4 separate regions of the Mus musculus genome follow, and all the other regions are linked to region 1. A link is a contact called in public Hi-C and HiChIP or PLAC-seq data. All regions are on one chromosome and are shown on one strand. Each heading gives the region's core, a stretch centred on a gene start, on an enhancer-like site or on the middle of the called end of the contact. The rest is flanking DNA. Distances are from core to core; before and after follow the strand shown.

What was found. A called contact is a pair of places that touch in the nucleus more often than the background predicts. HiChIP or PLAC-seq counts read pairs in DNA pulled down with a chosen protein or histone mark.
Region 2: an H3K27ac HiChIP or PLAC-seq map of embryonic stem cells shows a contact between it and region 1, with 6 times the contacts expected there. The contact joins the promoter of Fam186a here to the promoter of Racgap1 in region 1. A contact is called at or near these places in 1 of 39 promoter capture datasets (frontonasal cranial neural crest), 4 of 115 datasets of contacts at active chromatin or transcription factors (embryonic limb bud, embryonic stem cells and stem cell-derived neural progenitor cells) and 3 of 9 other capture datasets (adipose tissue, liver and pancreatic islet).
Region 3: a contact with region 1 is called in an H3K27ac HiChIP or PLAC-seq map of embryonic stem cells, with 4 times the contacts expected there. The contact joins the promoter of 1700121M21Rik here to the promoter of Racgap1 in region 1. A contact is called at or near these places in 12 of 39 promoter capture datasets (the 3T3-L1 cell line, 3T3-L1-derived adipocytes, HPC-7-derived erythroid cells and 6 more), 1 of 484 Hi-C or Micro-C datasets (the N1E-115 cell line), 10 of 115 datasets of contacts at active chromatin or transcription factors (astrocytes, embryonic basal ganglia, embryonic limb bud and 6 more) and 2 of 9 other capture datasets (adipose tissue and liver).
Region 4: a Hi-C map of CD4 T cells shows a contact between it and region 1, with 8 times the contacts expected there. The contact joins the enhancer-like site here to the promoter of Racgap1 in region 1. A contact is called at or near these places in 2 of 484 Hi-C or Micro-C datasets (CD4 T cells and large pre-B cells), 1 of 115 datasets of contacts at active chromatin or transcription factors (bone marrow-derived macrophages) and 2 of 9 other capture datasets (liver and pancreatic islet).

Annotation. Positions count from the first base shown.
Region 1 is chr15:99,650,288-99,655,052 of GRCm38.p6, reverse strand. Racgap1 (Rac GTPase-activating protein 1) reads left to right here and starts at 3,397. Exons shown (of 17, transcript NM_001253808.1): 1 at 3,397-3,546.
Region 2 is chr15:99,929,521-99,933,986 of GRCm38.p6, reverse strand. Fam186a (family with sequence similarity 186, member A) reads left to right here and starts at 2,329. Exons shown (of 4, transcript NM_028180.3): 1 at 2,329-2,495; 2 at 4,009-4,157. The coding sequence starts at 4,045. Gm21917 (a long non-coding RNA gene) reads right to left here and starts at 2,607. Exons shown (of 4, transcript XR_003951483.1): 1 at 2,085-2,607; 2 at 1,000-1,172; 3 at 373-500.
Region 3 is chr15:99,913,004-99,917,170 of GRCm38.p6, reverse strand. It overlaps 1700121M21Rik (a long non-coding RNA gene), which reads right to left and starts at 2,207. Exons shown (of 3, transcript XR_875663.3): 1 at 2,132-2,207; 2 at 561-651. It also overlaps the pseudogene Gm20564.
Region 4 is chr15:99,273,643-99,278,433 of GRCm38.p6, reverse strand. Fam186b (family with sequence similarity 186, member B) reads left to right here. Exons shown (of 8, transcript NM_001081254.1): 6 at 3,775-3,944; 7 at 4,559-4,744. Among named protein-coding and RNA genes, the nearest start is that of Fam186b, 11 kb to the left of the region's middle. Within about 2 kb of position 2,148, at least 19 of the 459 cell types and tissues checked have an H3K27ac peak or open chromatin away from gene starts, as enhancers often do.

The DNA.
Region 1 (4,765 bases), core at 2,148-4,647:
CCACCTGCAGAAAGGCTTCCCTGCCTTGTTACCCAGCTTTCTAGGTCCCATCCTTCCTACTTTCTCTTTTTTTCAGATCTGCCCCTTCCCACTCCCACTGTGCGGTTTTGGCATTCTGGAACTGACCAGGCTTGCCTTGAACTCACAGAGGTTCACCTGCCTTTGCCTTTGCTGGGATTAAAGACTACCACACCATGCTTCTCTGTATTCTCTCTGAAGATAGCTGAGATAGAATTTGAGAGACTCTGTGTCTCTGAAGTCTGGTCAGACAAAGGAAGATGATACAAAGTCATAAGTGATAGAGGGCTGGGCTGTAACTCATTCCACACAATGCTTCTTTGCCAGAGGCCCCTGCCATCCATGCCCAGGTGTGGTAAATCATTCTTGACTTCCTGGTAAGTTCAAGGGCAACCTGAACTAAGTGGAACTGTGTCAAAACAAAACACCAGTGTGTGCCTAGCTCTGTGCTGAGTTTTGTAAATAGCTTGATTTAATCCCTCCAACAGCCTTTATCATTTATTGATACCATTGCACTTATTAAACAGTCAGGGAACCCCCAGGAAGTACACTTAACTAGTTTGATCGGGTATTAAGGTGTCTCACATGGCTCTGTGAAAATCATTTCCAGTCTTGTCCCCTGACTTCCAGTGCACCTCAGTCACACTGCATGGATTCCCCATTTCTCTCCATATGTCTGCCTGCTTCCCTTTCTGCCTTCTGGGTTGGAGTCTGCCCATGCTTCAGACATCAATCTCAGCTCATCTGCCTTTAGATCGCCGGCCCAGAACAGAGTCCTCAGCCTGGTGCTGTTTGACCCTGGGCCTCCACCCTCCGTACCCAAAGTATGCAAGACGAACTCCTTCCCAGGGCAGGAGAGCTCACAGCAGGACTGGGGGTGGTGCTGGTGATGCTGAGGCCCTTGAGTGGAGGAGGTTCAATTTGTATTTCTAGAAAGAGGCTGAGAGTAGATGAGAAGGAACTGGAAGTCACAGCCGGGTGGGGCAGTCGAGGTAAAAAGACAAAAGCGCTCAGTGAGTCTGGTGACAGCGCCTCTGTCTGGCTCCTGGCATGGAGGAGTTCGGGCGGGCGGGGCGGGATGGGGCTGCCCAGCAAGGGTCCTAGCGTTCGTGCTCCAACGGGAATGACTTGCCGCACGACGGCGGCGCGTTCCCGCACACTGAAGCTCTTTTACAGACTTAGCCAGCCTCCACCAGCATCCCGGCACTCGAAACCACTGCGTCTCCAGAGGCCCGACACTCAAGAACCAGGTTAAAAGCCAGCGCCTCCCGTAAGTGGCAGAGCTAGGATCGAACCCTATGCTTCCTGGAACTGGAGCCTTTGCATTTCCCAGTTCAAGTGGACCCCAGCTCCCAATGCTCAAAACTCAATTTGGAGGTCCTCACCAGTCTGGTGCATCAGGCAAAAGGTGCTGAGTGAGATGATACTTGGCTCCTGGGTTCCGTGGAGGGGTTGGAGGGCAGTGTCTCCATCCCGTTCCCGCCCCACCCACCCCCACTCCAGCCGGCCCATCACCGGACATCGTTTGGAATATGTAGATTGGGTGGTGGGATGGAATACTGCCACCATCTGGTAGAGTTCAACTCACCTGCACTTGAATGACTTTGTTGGGGCTGCCTACCATGCTAAATGCAGCAGTAAATCAAAGGAGTCCTACTGCGGTTCTCTGGAAGCCGATGGACTGGCCAGCAAAGCAAGGGGGTATTTACTGAGCAGATACTTGGTACTGGGACATGTGCTTCATTTTACAAGGATGTCTGAAAGGCCCCGAGAGTCAGACATTGTTTCCACTTATAGATGCCTGAGCCAAAGCACAGCACGTGGAAGGCCCTACAAAAGTAACTAGAAGAATCAGAAAACGATGAGGTAACTCACACAGAGGAGGAAGGGAGCTAGAAATTATAGCAAAAGCACACAGAGGCAGGCAGCATAGACTCCTTTGAAGAAAGCATTAAAATAATAATAATAATAATTCAAGTTGCCCAAAGGACAGATAGGACTTAGTCAAATGAAGTTGGGGGAATGGGCAGGAAGGATGTTTGGGGCAGACGGAACAGCAAGAGTTCTGCAAGCGCTGGATGCTAAGAGTAGCTTGGTGCACTTCAGGACCTGTAGACAGGAGGGAGTCAGGAGGGGCAGCTGGAGAGCCCGGAAGCCCAGGTTAGGGGAGCCCTGTTAAAGACCCTGATCTTTTTTTAAGGAGGAGAAGTGAAACGGTTAATGGTTTTCAGCAAGGAAGAGCCATGGTTGGATCTGATTTTTTGTTTGTTTTAGGCTGGTGTGAAACTAAGTAGCAGAGGCTGGTCTTAATCCCTCAGCCTCCACGCCCTAAGTGCTGGGGTTTCGGGTGTGTGCCACCACACCCACCCAGAACTGCCTTTGAAAATACCACGGTTGTAAAGAGTTCGAGGAAGGGCTCAGTTCCCTTGGTGGTTAGACTTCTGAGGCAGGCCAGGCTGGCCTTGAACTTACAGAAATCTGCTTCTGCTGTGCTGGGGTTAAAGGGGTGTACCTGGATCACTGTTTCTAGTAAACTCTAGCTAGCCAGTATTTTGTCAAGTTGCTAGTAGCCACACCTACCAGTAATTAGTAAATTCAGGAAGGAAGGGACACCAACACAGAGACATAACAAAAAAAGGAACAGAAACATTGGGAACACACTAATAGATTAAGATGAATAGTTTGCTGGTGTACGTAAAAGGCATTTCTGATGTTGGGTCCAGATCTTTCAAAGTTTCAAAGCCTCTGTACCAATACGACGCCAAATTTTAAGTGCCACTTATTAAATGGAATTATAACACTTCATTTTGCATTTCTATTTGTTTTCTTGAGCTGTCTTCCCCCATTCATAGCTACTGGAAAGCAGAGACCACATGATCGGTATTTTTTTCTGATTCCTAGCAGAGTGCTTGCTATGAAGTTGGCATACTTACTGTGCATCAAATAGAAGTCTGAATGAATGCGTGAATGAATGGAGGGATAATTATAGCTCAGTAAATATGGTTAAAATGATTGCTGCTCTGTCTCCTTCTGGAATTCTTCCTATTCTACAGTGAGACCCGAAAACTATTCAGTTATTAGTTTCCAAGGGTCCTATTTGACTGCGTGGGGAAACAGGAGGCAAGAAATAATATGCAATTAGTCAACAGGTCATTAGGATAATTGCAAGAAAGGAAGCTGGAGCCTGGAATGTGAGTCCTACACGGGCCACGAAACACCCACTACTCCCGCAAAATTGTGTGTGTGCCCTTAGTCAAAATGGCCGCCTTTCGGGCGTCTCGCTAATGTAATGCGCATGCCCATTCCGTTTTGCGCCCGCCCCCTGGCCCTGACACTTGCGTCTTCGTGATTATGAGCTCCTCTGTGATTGGCTGGTGCGTGATTTTGAACCGGATCTGGCGGCGCGGTTTTACACTGCCGTTAGTGAGGCGCGTCGCTGGTAGACAGCAGCCCTCCTGGGGCGCGGCGGCCGGAGAGTGAGCGCCGCGGGCCGGACGGGGTTGCGTGTGCGCGGGGCCGGGAGCCTCGGTAAGCCGGTCGAGGTCGCGAGCGAGCGAGCGAGCGGGCGGCGGGGAGGCGGGCGAGGGGAGGGGGCGGCGGGACCCGGCTGCTCTCGGCGTGGCGCTCCTTGCAAAGTCGGGGCGTCCTTTTGAGGCGTGGCCGGCCGGGTGCGGGTGTGGTTCCCTCAAGGTGGTCTTGGCGAGCCCCAGTGCCGGGCGTGGGAATGGCGGGGAGAGCCCCCTCATACCCTTTTCCGAGGAACAGTCTCTTTTGAGGGAGAAATCAGGTGTTTGGGGAACCCGGCGGCCTGACGTGGAGAGCCTCTACCTTCTAGGCTGTCTCCCACAAGGCTCATTAGAACATCCCTAGTTGTGGAGAGTTGGAATGTTGCAAATTCGGAGCCTATCTCGGGTGATTTTTTTTTTCCAGGCCCCCCCCCCTTTTAATAATTTATTGCCCACCTCTGTCACTGACCTACCTACTGTTCTGTGATTTGCATGTGAAACCCTTTGGGGTGTATTAATTTATATGAACAGCTTCCACCAACAGAAAAGCTAAGACTTGTTCTTAACTATAAAACGTAGTGAGAATGGTTATATCACAACGTAGTATTTTGGTATTCTGGATTCATGTTCACTAGCCAGGGTCACTTATATTTGGCTCACTCATTTCCCTTGGAATGAGAGCTTTGTTTTTGTGCCTCAGAAAGAGAGGAAGAAAGAGAGGAAGAGGGGGAGAGACTGACTGCAGTACTCCCAATAGTGTATCGGAAGGTTATTGGATTTACTGTTTACCTTTTAAAGTTCTATCACTCCTAAATAAACTGGACTCCGTGTATGTGTGGTAGTGTCTTATGTAGCCCAGGCTGGCCTCTTGTAGCCAAGGATAACCTTGGACTTCTGAGCCTCCTGTCCTTGGAGTGCTGGGATTACAGGCATTACAGGATAACTTGGAGATTACATGTGTGATCTGCCATTCTCAGTATTTGCTGTGTTGAGGACAGAAACCAGGGGCTTGTCATGCTAGAGAGACATGGTATCAGCTGAGCTACAGGCCAGCACAATTGTACATGTAATTTCACGTAAGACTGTCTTCTACTAACCTTTAAAACCTCTGTGGACTGATGAGGCTGCATGTCAGGCTGCCAGGGTGCAGTAAAGATAGGGACTCTTATGCTGTGTTAGACTTCAGTGCTGTCTGCTGGTCAACTTGGCTTTTGGGTTGATGAAAGGTAGGTGTGTGTTTG
Region 2 (4,466 bases), core at 1,080-3,579, 280 kb before region 1:
GATCTATCTGCCTGCCCCTGTCTCTGAGTGCTGGGATTAAAGCCACACTACCACTGGGCATAGAAATGTATACTTACAGGGAATTAGACAAAGGCCTAACTAAACAAGTCTCCCGTGCCCTGTCCTACTTCCTGCTAACTCAGAATGATATAGGAATGCTAAGAAACGGAGTCAGGTGTGATACATCGGCTTTGAGAACTATCTCTTGATCTAATTCTTGATTCTTGATTTCTTTTTTCTTTTTCTTTCTTTCTTTCTTTTTTTTTTTCCCCAAGAAACCACCTAACCAAACGAGTGAAAACCATCCAAAACACTGGGAAAGGGTACGAGGTTCAGAGCTTGTACACGATGCTTGATAGGATTGACCAGTACCAGAAGAAGGTGATGCACAGCTGGACGGACAAGCAGAAGCAGCTGGAACAGAGACGAAAGCAGTGCCTACGGTCTATGACGCAGTTCTTCAGCCAGGTACCTGTTTCCCATGCCTCCTTCCCAGGGGCCTGCAAAACAAAGAAGGTTCTTTGAGTTTTATTTTACTGGAGACATAATCTCTCTCTATGTAGCCCTGACTGTCCTGGAACCTACTATTACAGACCAGGCTGACCTCGAACTCACAGAATTACCTGTCTCTGCCTCCTCCCAAGTGCTGGGATTAAAGGAGTACTCCATCATGCATAGTTCAAAAAATTATTTTTTGACAATAACATTTGCCTGACTAGACCATACTTATTCGTACATATTTGTTTCCTGAGGCTGTTGTAACAGGGTACCAGCAATCTACAATAGAAATAGCTGGGTGTGGGGGTTCACACCTGTAATCCTAGCTAGCGCTCTAGAGGCTAAGGCAAAAGGATTATTGTTTGAGGCAAACCTGGGCTACATGGGTAATTCCAGGGCATCCTTGGCTATAGGGGAAATTCCCCATCTTGAATATCTGCCCACTCAAGTACTGACAACCATTAAAAGAATCCTCTACCACTGCCAACAAGAAGAAAATACCTTCCCATCTTCTAGAGGCAAGAAGTTTATGAAGTCAAAGCATCTCAGGGTTCACTGTCTCTGGAGGCCCCGGGAGAGATTTGTTCCTCGACTGCCATTCTTTAGCCTGTAGACTTGTAACTTCAGTCTCTGCCTTCAGATGGCCAATGTGTCTTCTGTCTCCTCTTCTGACTCTGAGGAGAAACGGCAGTGAATTCATTACACACCTAAGTAGTCCAGGATGCTCTCAGTTTAAGAAGCTTAATTACAGTCCCCAAATAAGGTGACATCACAAAATCTGGTGGACCTGTCTTCAGTGGGCGCTGTTGGATCTACCTCATCAAGACATTTGCTTGATGACAATGCTCCCACAAGAGAGGCTTCAGACGAGATTAACTGTTTCCTTCCTAGTCAGCTGGCAGCCCCTCCAGTCACTGCTCTTTGGCTCTCTGTTCTGCTGCTGTGTTTTGAGACCTTGAACTCCAGCCAGTATTTCTGCCTCAGCTTCCCAAATGCTGGGATTCTGAGTATGAGCCACACAGAAAGTATGGCTCCTGACTGATTATGGCTTGTTACTCTTTTCCTCAGAACATTAAGAGGCCAGTTTTAAACCATGAGTTTACAAGGAGCTTAGAATTTATTTAAATTGCTTATACCACACCCTGCACAGAGATCCCAGTAAATTCTGGCACCAACCTCTGGAGTCCCTTTTGAGGAAGTGTCAGTACAATGGCCTTTTAAAAAGTTTCAGAGCTGGAGTAGAGTACTTCACCCTGAAATTGTGAGCACAAGCTACAGGATTTTGGTTTCCAAGTTTGTGAGCATTGGGTGCCTACAGAGGTAAGAAGGCGGCATCAGGGCACCTGGAGACATTACAGACAGTTGTGAGCCCTGGCCCTTGGCAACAACGGTGCTTGATTCTAGGCAAAGCGCTGCCTCTCCAGCCCTAAAGTCTATGGTCGTGATAACACCGAAGAGTAAGGCCTATAGGAGCAGCTTCAGCAATTAGGATGCCACACAAGATCTGTCTTCGAATATGGCCGATTTATCCACACAAACCGTCCCTATAATATCATGCTAATATAGAAGTTAAGCAGTCATCTCACCAAGCGGGAGTCAGTTGTTTGGGCAGAAATGCTGCTGCAGGGTTCCACTGGGGAATCTTTTCCCGTGAGGATGTCCACCGTGTCCTCCCGGAAGTCCTTCCGCTGAGGCAGGCTGGGAAGTTGGCACTGATGGAGGTCTGAGAGGTCTTTGGGAGCATAGCAGGCATTGCCAGGCGAGTTTGTGTGCGCCCAGCGATGGCGCCGTAAGTTCCAACGGTCACTGAGGCCACGCACAGTCTCAAGTCTCTTACTCATAGGTACCAACAGGGCTCTGACTAGGGAGCACTGCAGTGAGATCTTGGAGTCGGTTCCCAAAGTTCCAGCTCTTGTATCATTTCATTGGGCGGTAGATTTGCGCTCTCAGGACTCAGAGCTTGGAGCTGACACACTAGCGCAACAGCTTGCCTTGGGGTGAGTTCACTAGCTTGGCAACGCTGTCCAAGAGCTCGGCTCCTCTCTGCGATGGGGGTGGGGGTGGGATGGATCCTGCCTCTGAGGCATCAGGAGTCACATTATTTACAACTCACAAAATAGTTTTTAAGATATGTTCCTTACAAATACTTTTTTTTTTTTTTTAAGACTGGCTACCCTGGAGCTTGCTATGCAGACTAGGCTGTCCTCCAACTCCTGCCTCCCAAGGGCTGGATTTAAAGGCATTCATCACTATACCGGTCCAGTTCTAATATTAACTACAAGCTGGAGTTCTAGAAACATTCTATTATCTATATATCCTTTTTTTCTTTAATTAACTTTCTCTTTCTTTCTTTCTTTCTCTCTCTCTTTCTTTCTTTCTTTCGAGACAGTGTTTCTCTGTGTGGTCTTGACTGTCCTAGAACTCACTGTATATTGACAAGGCTGGCCTCAAATTTACAGAGATCCGCCTGCCACTGCCTTCCAAGTACTGGGATCAAAGATGTGCACCACCACTGCCCAGCTAATTAACATTAATTAATATAAGCAAACCTGTGCTACATAATGGGTTCCAGGTTGACCAAGGATTCATAAGATCTGTCTCAAAAAAAAAAAAAGAGAGAGATTAATTTCTAAGACTTTCTCCTTTATTTGAATAGAAAAGACTTCAGATTATTACCAGATTAAAGTAAAATATTTAGAATTCTCCATGACAATTGTATTTTAAGTATCATAGCTCTTTATAAAACAAATAAAACCCTCCAATTTTTGATTTAATAAATGTAGTCTTTATAGATGAAGTAAGCAAGATGGGGTATCAGGAATACAAGCCATCAAACAGGAAGACATGTACCAAGCTATCTATCTAACATGAAGAGCAGTGTCCCAGACATTTCAGAGGCAACTCAGGCTCTGAAGCAGTGATTCTCAGCCTGTGGGTTGAGATCCTTTTCTGGGGTCCAGTGACCTTTTCACAGGCGTCGCCTAAGACCACTGGGAAACAGATACTTACACACAGAGTGTCATAGAGTGACAAGGTTACGGTTCTGAAGTAGCGACAGACATGTTTTATGATTGGGGGTCAGCACAACACGAGGAACTGTATTAAAGGGGTGCGGCGTCAGGAAGGTGGAATGGAGGTGGTGAAGTATCAAGCCATCAAGAAGGGACAGGAAAGGGAGAAGGCTCCGTTCATGTGGGGAAGCAGATAGACAGCAAGTTCAAGGTCAGGCTGAGCTGTATTCCCAGCCAGCTTCAGGCTGTCCTGCCTCAGGTCCCCCAACCTCCAGAAGGAATAAGGGGGTGGGGGTGCATGGCTCTGCTATTGTCTGGGTCCAAAGTAGAACTTTCTAAAAATCTCTGGCTTTTCTCTTCCCACTTCTCCCTTTCACACTTCAGACTGAGGAGTGACACAGTGCCTCTCCCCCCCCCCCCCCCCCCGCCTCCCAATAACTTCCCCACACACCCTGTGCCTCTAATCTTGTTTTTGTTGTTGCTGGTTTTGTTTTTTTAGCTTGAAAGGGGATATAAACTCAGTCTTAGCCAGCCCATGCCTTCGATCCCCAGCTTTAAGAAGATACCCGGATTTACCAAACTTCAGCGGCCGGTCTTGGAGTTATTAATTGATGACAGCAAAAGATCTGACCTCTTCAAAACACTCGGGTATGTACAGAATGACGTTAAACTTTCAGTTTGTAAGTGCTACCTAATACCTTATTGTTTTAATTAAAAGTATTTCAGGGGGCTGGCGAGATGGCTCAGCGGTTAAGAGCAGTTAGCACTCTTCCGAAGTTCCTGAGTTCAAATCCCAGCAACCACATGGTGGCTCACAACCATCTGTAATGAGATCTGACGCCCTCTTCTGGTGCATCTGAAGACAGCTACAGTGTACTTACATAAAATAAATAAATAAATCTTTAAAAAAAAATTCAATTCCCAACAACCACACGAAGGCCCACAACCATCTGTACA
Region 3 (4,167 bases), core at 958-3,457, 260 kb before region 1:
ATTATGTCCCCTGACATGAAGGGAAGAGTCAGTACTCCCCAGATCCATGTCTGATCAGCATGTAAGGGCTGGGGAGGTGGTTCAATGGATAAGAGTGTTTGCTGTGAAAGCAAGAGGAACTGAGTTCAAATCCCCAGCACGCTCACGAATGGCAGGCACGGCTGTGAATGACTATAACCCCAGAACTGGGGAGTGGGATGGAGGAAGGAGAGGGGTCACAGGAACTCACTGCCCAGCCAGTGAGTTTCAAGATCACTGAGAGACGTTGACTCAAAAATAAGATAAAGAGTGACCTCTCTCTGGTCTTCACATAGGAGCACACAGGTGTGTCTCTATAACACACTCACCCCCCCCCCACACACACACACACACACACAGACGGTTCAGCAGAACCAAGGTGGCAAAGAGTAAAGCCAGGCTTCATACATGGGACTACATCTGAGGAGAATTCTGAGCTGAACCCCTTTCTATTTACTACATTTGCAAAACAAATACATGGTTAGGAACGGAGTCAAGGGTAAGTCTCTCACTGAAAGGCAATGAGGTTCTTCAAAGCTGACCTCTAGCTCATCAGGAGTGAGATCCGGGCTTCTGTGCCATCTGTTTCCCATCAAGAGAGCCGATCCACGAGAGAAAATGATCACAGGTTAACTAACAACAACAACAACAAAAGTCAACCAAATGTCAATAAGATAAAACACAACTATATAAACATCCCAAGGAAATAAAGGGAGATAATGGAAATGAATCTGAAGGAAAAACCAAGGGAGAGTGGGTGGTGATGCATCCCATAATCCCTGCCTTGGGAGAGAGGGTGGTGGTGCATCCCATAATCCCTGCCTTGGGAGATAGAAGCAGGAGGGTCCGGAGCTCAAGGCAGGCCTCTTCAGAAAGCTCCTGGTCTCAAAACAACAAAAGAGAATAAACAACACCTGAAGAAAACAAAAATCTGTAAGAAGGGCTGGAGTTACAACTCAGCGGAAGGACGTTTGTTTAGCATAACACTGCACACAAGAAAACAACATATTACCTATATGATATGTTTAAAAGAATAGACCAAGGTGGTGCACACCTTTAATCCCAGCACTTGGGAGGCAGAGGCAGGCAGATTTCTGAGTTCAAGGCCAGCCTGGTCTACAGAGTGAGTTCCAGGACAGCCAGGGCTACACAGAGAAACCCTATCTTGAAAAAAACAAAACAAAAGAATAGATCAAGTTAAAATGAATAGAGGGCTTCTTTTCCAGCCTCTGCCTCAGACCTTACAGCCGTGATGTTGATGCCTGAGAAGAACAGGATTGCCATCTATGAACTCCTTAAGGAAGGCGTGATGGTTGCCGAGAAAGATGTCCACGTGCCCAAACACCCTGAGCTGGCAGACAAGAACATGCATAACCTTCATATAATGAAAGCCATGCAGTCTCAAGTCTCGAGGTTACATGAAGGAGCAGTTTGCCTGGAGACACTTCTTCTGGGACCTTACGAATGAGAGCATCTAGTACCTCTGAGATTACCTACACCTACGTCTGGAAATCATGCCTGCCATCCCATCCTGAGACTGGCAGGCCTCAGCCCAAGGGTCCACAGGGTGAGTGACCTGCAAGATTCCCAAGAGGGGAGGCAGACAGAGATATCTGCAGAAGGAGTGCTGTGCTCCTGTAGCCGACAAGAAAGCTGAGGCTGGGGCTGGCTCAGCAACTGAGTTCCAGTTTAGAGGCTGCTTTGGTGGTGAACATGGCCAGTCACCTCACTGAAGTTAGAGATTGTGTTGTATCGAATAAACCTGGTGGGGGTGGGGGTGGGGGAACGAACCCGAAGGGAGGAAGTAAAATGCAAACCAAAATGGAGACAAAGGTCAAATCAGAACTGACTTTGAGGCCAAAGTTGTTGGGTGGTGAAAGAGAGGTGGTAGATCAAAAACATATTGATACTTACAGTACGCATTATAAAACAAAGTGTCTTGTATACAACAACACACATTATAAAACGCTTTGCCTGTGTCTGCATGAGGTGTGTGCAGGTGGGAGCAGGTGCCCACAGAGGCGGGAGGAGCTGGATCCCCAGAAGCTGGAGGTACAGGAGGATGTGAGCTGCCGGGGTGCTCTAGAAGAGACACACTGACCCACTGACTCACCGCACAGCTGCCCCGAGCCCGTGCACAGCTGGGGCGGTTTCCTTGCTCGAAGTTCTCTCCAGGCTCCTACCCTGCACAAACAAAATAACCTTTCCACAATGTTTCAAATGTTTTTTATTCTTCCTTTGAGTTGCAAGGTCGGTAATTATAACCCCTCCCTTCCTTGCACTCTCAGCTCCTGCACTTCTCCAGGTCTACTTTGGACCACAGCCCAGCTTAAGTACAGTCTTCTCTGTCCCCCTCCAGGCCTGAGAGTTGAACACTCTGACCCCCTCCAGGCCTGCACCCTGAGAGCTGAGCACAGCCTCGGGGAAACACCGGAACTTGGCTGTTGGTCTCAGTTTAAATAATCTAATGCCCAGAGGCCCCAGAAAACTACCTGGCAGACACACTCTTATTTCTCTCATACATTCACTTTGGCTTTAAGTTTTACTATTTTATATTTTTTTCAAAACACCTTTATGTTCTCACCTGTTCCCCAGCATCTCTAAGACCGTCGCCATCTTCTCCTGATTAACTGGCTCCTTATTGCACTAAAGACAAACTTTTCTTTTGCTTATTTAATGTGTGTGTGTGTGTGTGTGTGTGTGATATGTAGGTGTTCATGTGGTTATGTGCACAAGTGTGTTCATGTGTGTGTATGTAGAGGGCAGGGTTGATATGGGGTTGTACTGGCTAGTTTTGTGTCAACTTGACACAGCTGGAGTTATCACAGAGAAAGGAGCTTCAGTTGAGGAAATGCCTCCATGAGATCCAACTGTAAGGCATTTTCTCAATTAGTGATCAAGGGGGAAAGGCCCCTTGTGGTGGGACCATCTCTGGGCTGGCAGTCTTGGGTTCTATAAGAGAGCAGGCTGAGCAAGCCAGTAAAGAACATCCCTCCATGGCCTCTACATCAGTTCCTGCACCCTGACCTGCTTGAGTTCCAGTCCTGACTTCTTCAGTGATGAACAGCAATGTGGAAATGTAAGCCGAATAAACCCTTTCCTCCATAACTTGTTTCTTGGTCATGATGTCTGTGCAGGAACAGAAACCCTAAGACAGGGGTGTTTTCCTTAGTCCCGCTCCATGTTACTTTTTGAGACAGGCTCTCTCACTAAAGCTGGAGACCACTGATCCAGTGAGACTGGTTGACCAGTGAGCTCCAGGGAATCTTGTGTGTCTGCCTCCCAGGTGCTGTGATTCCAGACTGGTGTGGCACACCCAGCTTTCACATGGGTCCCGGGGAGATGAATGAGGTTCTTCCATGGTAAGAACTTTCCCTACAAAGCCAACTCCCCAGACCACTAATTTATTTAAAGATTTGAATATGTGCAGGCATTTCTGTCTGCACGCAGGTATGTCATGTGACTGAGGTATTGGAGGGAGCCAAGCTTTGGATCCTTTTGGGCCTGGAGTTAGAGGTGTTTGTGAGCCACCAGATGTGGGTGCTGGGAACTGAACGCAGGTCCTCTGGAGAGCAGCAAATGTTCTTAACTGCTGGACCATCTCTCCAGCTCCCACACAACCTTATTGATTTAAAGATCCAGGCTCATGTAGTCCAGGCTGGCCTCAAGCTTTCCGTGTAGCTTAGGTTGGCCTTTAACTCCTGATTTGACTGTTCTACCTCCTAAGTGCTGGGATCATAGGCATAGACCACCATGCTGACATTCACCTGACACTCTCATCTGGCCTTTGCAGTCACACACACACACACACACACTCTTGGGAGTCAGTTGCTTATGGGGAGTAGCCATGTGGCTTCTTCATTAAGTCCTTAATTTAGAAAAGGGAGAGTTTTAGATTTCTTTTGGATCTCGCCAAAGCCTGGACCTGCTTTGCAGGAGACTCTGGGCTTCCTCTCGCTGTGTCTGCCCCCTCCTCAGAGGGGCTGCTTACAAATCACATGGCTTTCTCCCTTCCTCTTCTCCATCTTCTTCCCAAGATTTGGGTTCTGCTTTTAAATACTAATAAAATTGCCCTCCAGCTTTAAGGAATCAGGTGATCAATCTTGGCCTGGAAAAGTTGGCTCAGGGGTTAAGAGCACTTGCTGTTCT
Region 4 (4,791 bases), core at 899-3,398, 380 kb after region 1:
TCCCCCTTACAGAGGCCTGGCTTTGTTTGCCCTTGCTTCTGGATCCTTCCTTGACTCTCTTCCTTGGTTTGCTGGAGTCTTTCCTCCAGGCACTTCCTAACAAAGAATGCAAAGGACGGCGGCCGCGGCGGCCCAGAGCACCTCTTTCCAAATTATTCATTTATTTTTTTATTTTATGTGTGTTGGCATTTTGCCTGCATGTGTGTCTGTGTGAAGGTGTCAGATCCCCTTGCAATTTGAGTTACAGACAGGTGCGAGCTGCCATGGGGATGCTGGGAATTGACCTCGGGTTCTCTGGAAGAGCAGCCAGCGCTCCTAACCTCTGAGTCATTTCTCCAGCCTCCTATAAGTGCCTCTATTTAAAAGTGACTTTATTTGCTGTGCGTGTGTGTCCCCTTCCATGGTGGTGGGATGGAACATGGGTCAGCAGGCTTTCATGGCAAGCCCCTTCCCAGCCATCCCACGGGCACCGAGAATGTCTTCCCCGGGACCCTGCTGACTTCTAGTTGATAGGCTGTCTATTCATGGAAACCGAAGTAGGCTCCGCCGTCCCTCCCAGGTAGTAACCACTGCTCGGTTTTTGGTTTTGATGCTGTTTAGAGACTAAAATCATCCAGTGGCCTGCGCCTTTGGGCTTGGCTCCCCGCCCTCCTCTCAGCTGACACAATCCATCCCTCTCTGTCAACAGTACTTCATGACTATCCTCCTGGCTCGGGTCTATCTTTGTTAACTTTATTGGGCAGTTAATCAACCATTTCTATTTAGAAATGTAAGCCCTTTGGTTCTGGCATATATTCTTAAATTGTACAGTCGTTCAGGTGTGATCTGCTGGCCCTGGGACTCCTGGCACAGTTAACCTGTGGCCTGTATGCACCCAGCAGGACCACGAACAGGGCCCAATGCAAATCACAATGCTAAGGCATTAGGGGGTCTCTTTGTTTCCTGCAGCTCTAGAGTGTGACCGTCATCATTCCCCGTGCAGTGTGAAAAGGCCGAGCGTGCCTGTTGAGTCTACGCTTTTCAGGGGGCTTTGTGAGATTAAAAATTACTGTGTTTGTAGATGGTGAATTTTATTGTAAGGTGTAGAACACAGGATGAAGTAAGATACCCACCTGTTGTAAAATGGTTGCTGCAGTAAAACAGGCTAATGTATCCATGGTGGCAAGGCAGAAGGGTAAGGGACAGTTACGGGGATGTGGGAAGGAAAAAGAAGATCCCAGCTCTGAACTCTGACGGAAGCCCAGATTCAAGAATTCCAATGCAATTCACATTTGGGTTAGGCCTTTGTCCACCTCAGGCTGTAAACCTGAAATTTTCCTGAATCTCACCAAGACTCCTGGTGCCACCATAATGGCTTCTGGCTCACCTTATCACATCACAGTCTGTGTCTCCCCACCCCCACCCCCAAGTCACCTCTGGCCTAAGTCAAAGTCCCTAAGAAATGAAGGTAACTCTGCTGAGGGAGACAGAGCCTCGATGCTTCGCTTCTGTCCCCTCAGCAGGAACATTGCATTGCAGGTAATGACCTGTTCTCCCTCTGTGGCAAAAGCAGCTGTGATCTATCCAAGTGGCAAAATCCTTAATACAATCCACAGTGGTTAACTAGAGCCTCACACTGTACTTATGCATACTAGACTTGCCTGTCTGTTACAGGAGTCTTCAGGGTGCGAGCCTGGTCTCTGGCGGCCCTGGAAAGCCGGCCCCAACTGCTCATCTATGAGATGCCCCTTAAAGAGAAAGTCAGAGTGAAAAGCAGAGACAGGTCACTGCGGTCACACTTGGTGAAGGATCAAACGAGAGGGCCTAGTGATCAGTGGTTACCTGGAGTGCTGTCACGAGGTGCAGGTCCACACAGAGGGTGCGAGGCCTATAGGACTTCATAGTTCTAATCACGACATGCCCCCATCACATCACAGACCCATGGGTGCTCTGCTCTAGCCTGAATCTCGCAGGTTGTCAGTACCGTGTGAAACTTCTTCCTGGGAGGCGGGCTCCTCCTCCTCCGGCACCAGAGCTCTAGCTTTCCCCTTGCATGAGGTCTCTGGGGAGTTCCAGTCCCTTGGGGACCACTTTTCAAGTATCTGATCAAAGGTGGGGCACAAGTGTCTCCCTTTAGAACACCTCAGTCCCTACAAGCACGGTCACAACTGGAGCTATCACCCACGCCTTCTGCTCTGTTCTTGGGTCTGCACCTCCCCACTTCCTGGCCCACACCCCAACTTTGGTAACTACTGTTTTATCTTTTACCTCTATATATCTGACATCTTTCCTTTTAGATTCCACATATACATGTGAGGCTATGCAGTATCTTCTCTCTGCGTCTGGGTTATTTCAACGTAGCATGCATGTGGTAGCAAATCACAGGAGTACCCCTTAGCAGGGGCTGGGGTACACCAGAGAAGAAACGGGGTTCATCAGAGGGGAAAGGTAAGAGATGGATCAGTGGCGTGGATGAAAGAGAGCCTTTGGATACCGCTGGTGGAGACAGAGATTTGATTGCAGCCATTATGACATGGAAATTTCTAAAGAAACTGACAATGGAATCCCCAGAGGACCCAGCCATGTCTCTCCTGGGTTGTCATGGTTGAATTTAAAATCTCCCCACAGGCTCAGGTCTGGAGTGTTCAGCGTCCAGTCTGTGGCACTACTTTGAAGGCCTGCGGCCTTCAGGACCGGGGTCTGGCTGGAGGAGAGTCGGACCCCGGAGGCTGTCCTCAATGCCGGCTCTGGTGTAGCTCTCTGCCTCCTGCCTCTGCTCAGTGTGGGATGGTGGTGGTGGGCTGAAATCTCTCTGGAGCAGGGGGCTAAACTACACAGTATGTGCACAGGGGAAGCGAAACTACCACCGCATTCTTTATAATGGGTGAGGCGTGAGAACGCCTTGCTCTGCCACCTCAGAGTGAGGCTTGAGATGGCTCAGAGGTTAAGGGCACTTCCCACACAAGTTTGACAGCCTCAGTTCCACCCCTGGGACGCACGGAAAGGCAGAAAAGAGAACCGACTCCATGAAGCAGTCTTCCGACGGCCGCATGCACCACATGGCTCCGGTGTGTACGTGCATCAGTAGTAAGGAAGGTTTAGAAGAACACTGAAATATCACGAAGCCTTTTAAAGAAGGCAGGTGTGTGTGTAAATAACGGCATGTGGGCTTTCCAGAGCCTTGCCCTGCTTCATGGCTGGTTACTCTGCACCTCAGGCCCTGCCCTCAAGGGCTGTCTGTGCTGTACGGCGGCCCGGCTTCCCTCCGCTTTCTTTCCTCTGTTTTGTCCGTGGTCCAGACTCTTTACAACAAGGGAAAAAGTAGAAACTACCCCAGAAAATAAGGACTTTTTAAAAGATTTATTTATTTATTTATTTATTTATTTAATGTATATGAGTACACTGTAGTTATACTGATGGTTGTGAGCCATCGCTCAGGTCAGCCCTGATCGCTCCGGCCTAAAGATTTATTCGTTATTATAAATAAGTACACTGTAGCTGTCTTCAGACACACCAAAAGAGGGCATCAGATCTCATTATGGGTAGTTGTGAGCCACCATGTGGTTGCTGGGATTTGAACTAAGGACCTTCAGAAGAGCAGTCAGTGCTCTTGCACTCTGAGCCATCTCTCCAGCCCCAAAGGGCTTTCAAGGAATGTGTCATATGCCGGGGACCTGGGGTTTGCAGTCAAAGAGCCTTTCCTCTGCCCAGCAGGGTCAGTGACAATCAGAGAAGACCTCCACCCATCTTAGGTAGTCAGTAAATCTTCCTGATGCCCCCTGCTGGTCCCTCTAGCTCCAGCAAGAGTGGAACGTCCACCTGAGCGTCCCCGTGCTCACCCATGTGAAGCCAGTGAAGAGCAAGTCATCTTCAGTCTTGCTTCAGAGAGTCCGCTCCAGCCACTCCACCACCAAGCACCGTCCTCCACCTAAGCCCCGGGAGTCTGTGCCCCTGCCGATAACTGGGTAGGTACTGGCCGGTAGGGACAGGCAGTAGGATTAGAGGGGAGGCAGGGGGCAGGGGGGCAGCTAGGCTAGGGAAGCAGTGGCAAGTGAGGACACAGGCAAAGGTCACCTTCCTGGCTTCAAGGCCCGCCGCCACTCAGCTACTCTGACTGGCTCTGGCGCTCAGATCCAGGACCAGAATTCGTGCATGGCATTCTGCGTGTGGCAATGTGTATGGCTTGGGGGAGCAGCCTGGCTGACTCTGAGAAAGTACAGGGGACAACCTCCATTTCTACCCTGAGCCCATTGAGCCAGCATCAGACGTCGGTCTGTCCATGTAAACCAGCCCAACCCTTCCCACCATGCGGGCTTCGGGCTCGGACATGGTGAGCCCCCTGGCAGTCAGGGTGAGTCACGGAAACACCTACCCCAGTGAGACCTGATCCGAGCTCCAGCCTCAGCACATGAGCCTAGAAGTGGAACTAGGACACAGAGCCTCTGCGACAAACTCCTTAACAAGGGAAGAAAACAAGGCCCAGCGTCTCGGACCTTAGGGCCCTGAACAACTTGTGGCTCCTCAGCCTACTTCTGTGTTTCTTTGTCTCTCTTGACATTCTCCACTCTCCCACTCCTAGCCAACAAGGGAGCCAGATGGAAGCCATATGGAAGGCTGATGTGGCCTCTTCGAGTCACCCCATAGAAAAGAAGACCCCTACAAACATGTGCTGGGAACAACTAGGGGGCTACCCAGACATCCCCAGGTTACTGGTGGTGGACGAGCATCCCTCCTGCCCCAGAAGCTCGGTGTCCTTCAAGGCTCGGTAAGGAGCAAGGGTGGGTGCTTAGCCTGGATTTGGGGAGACCTGTC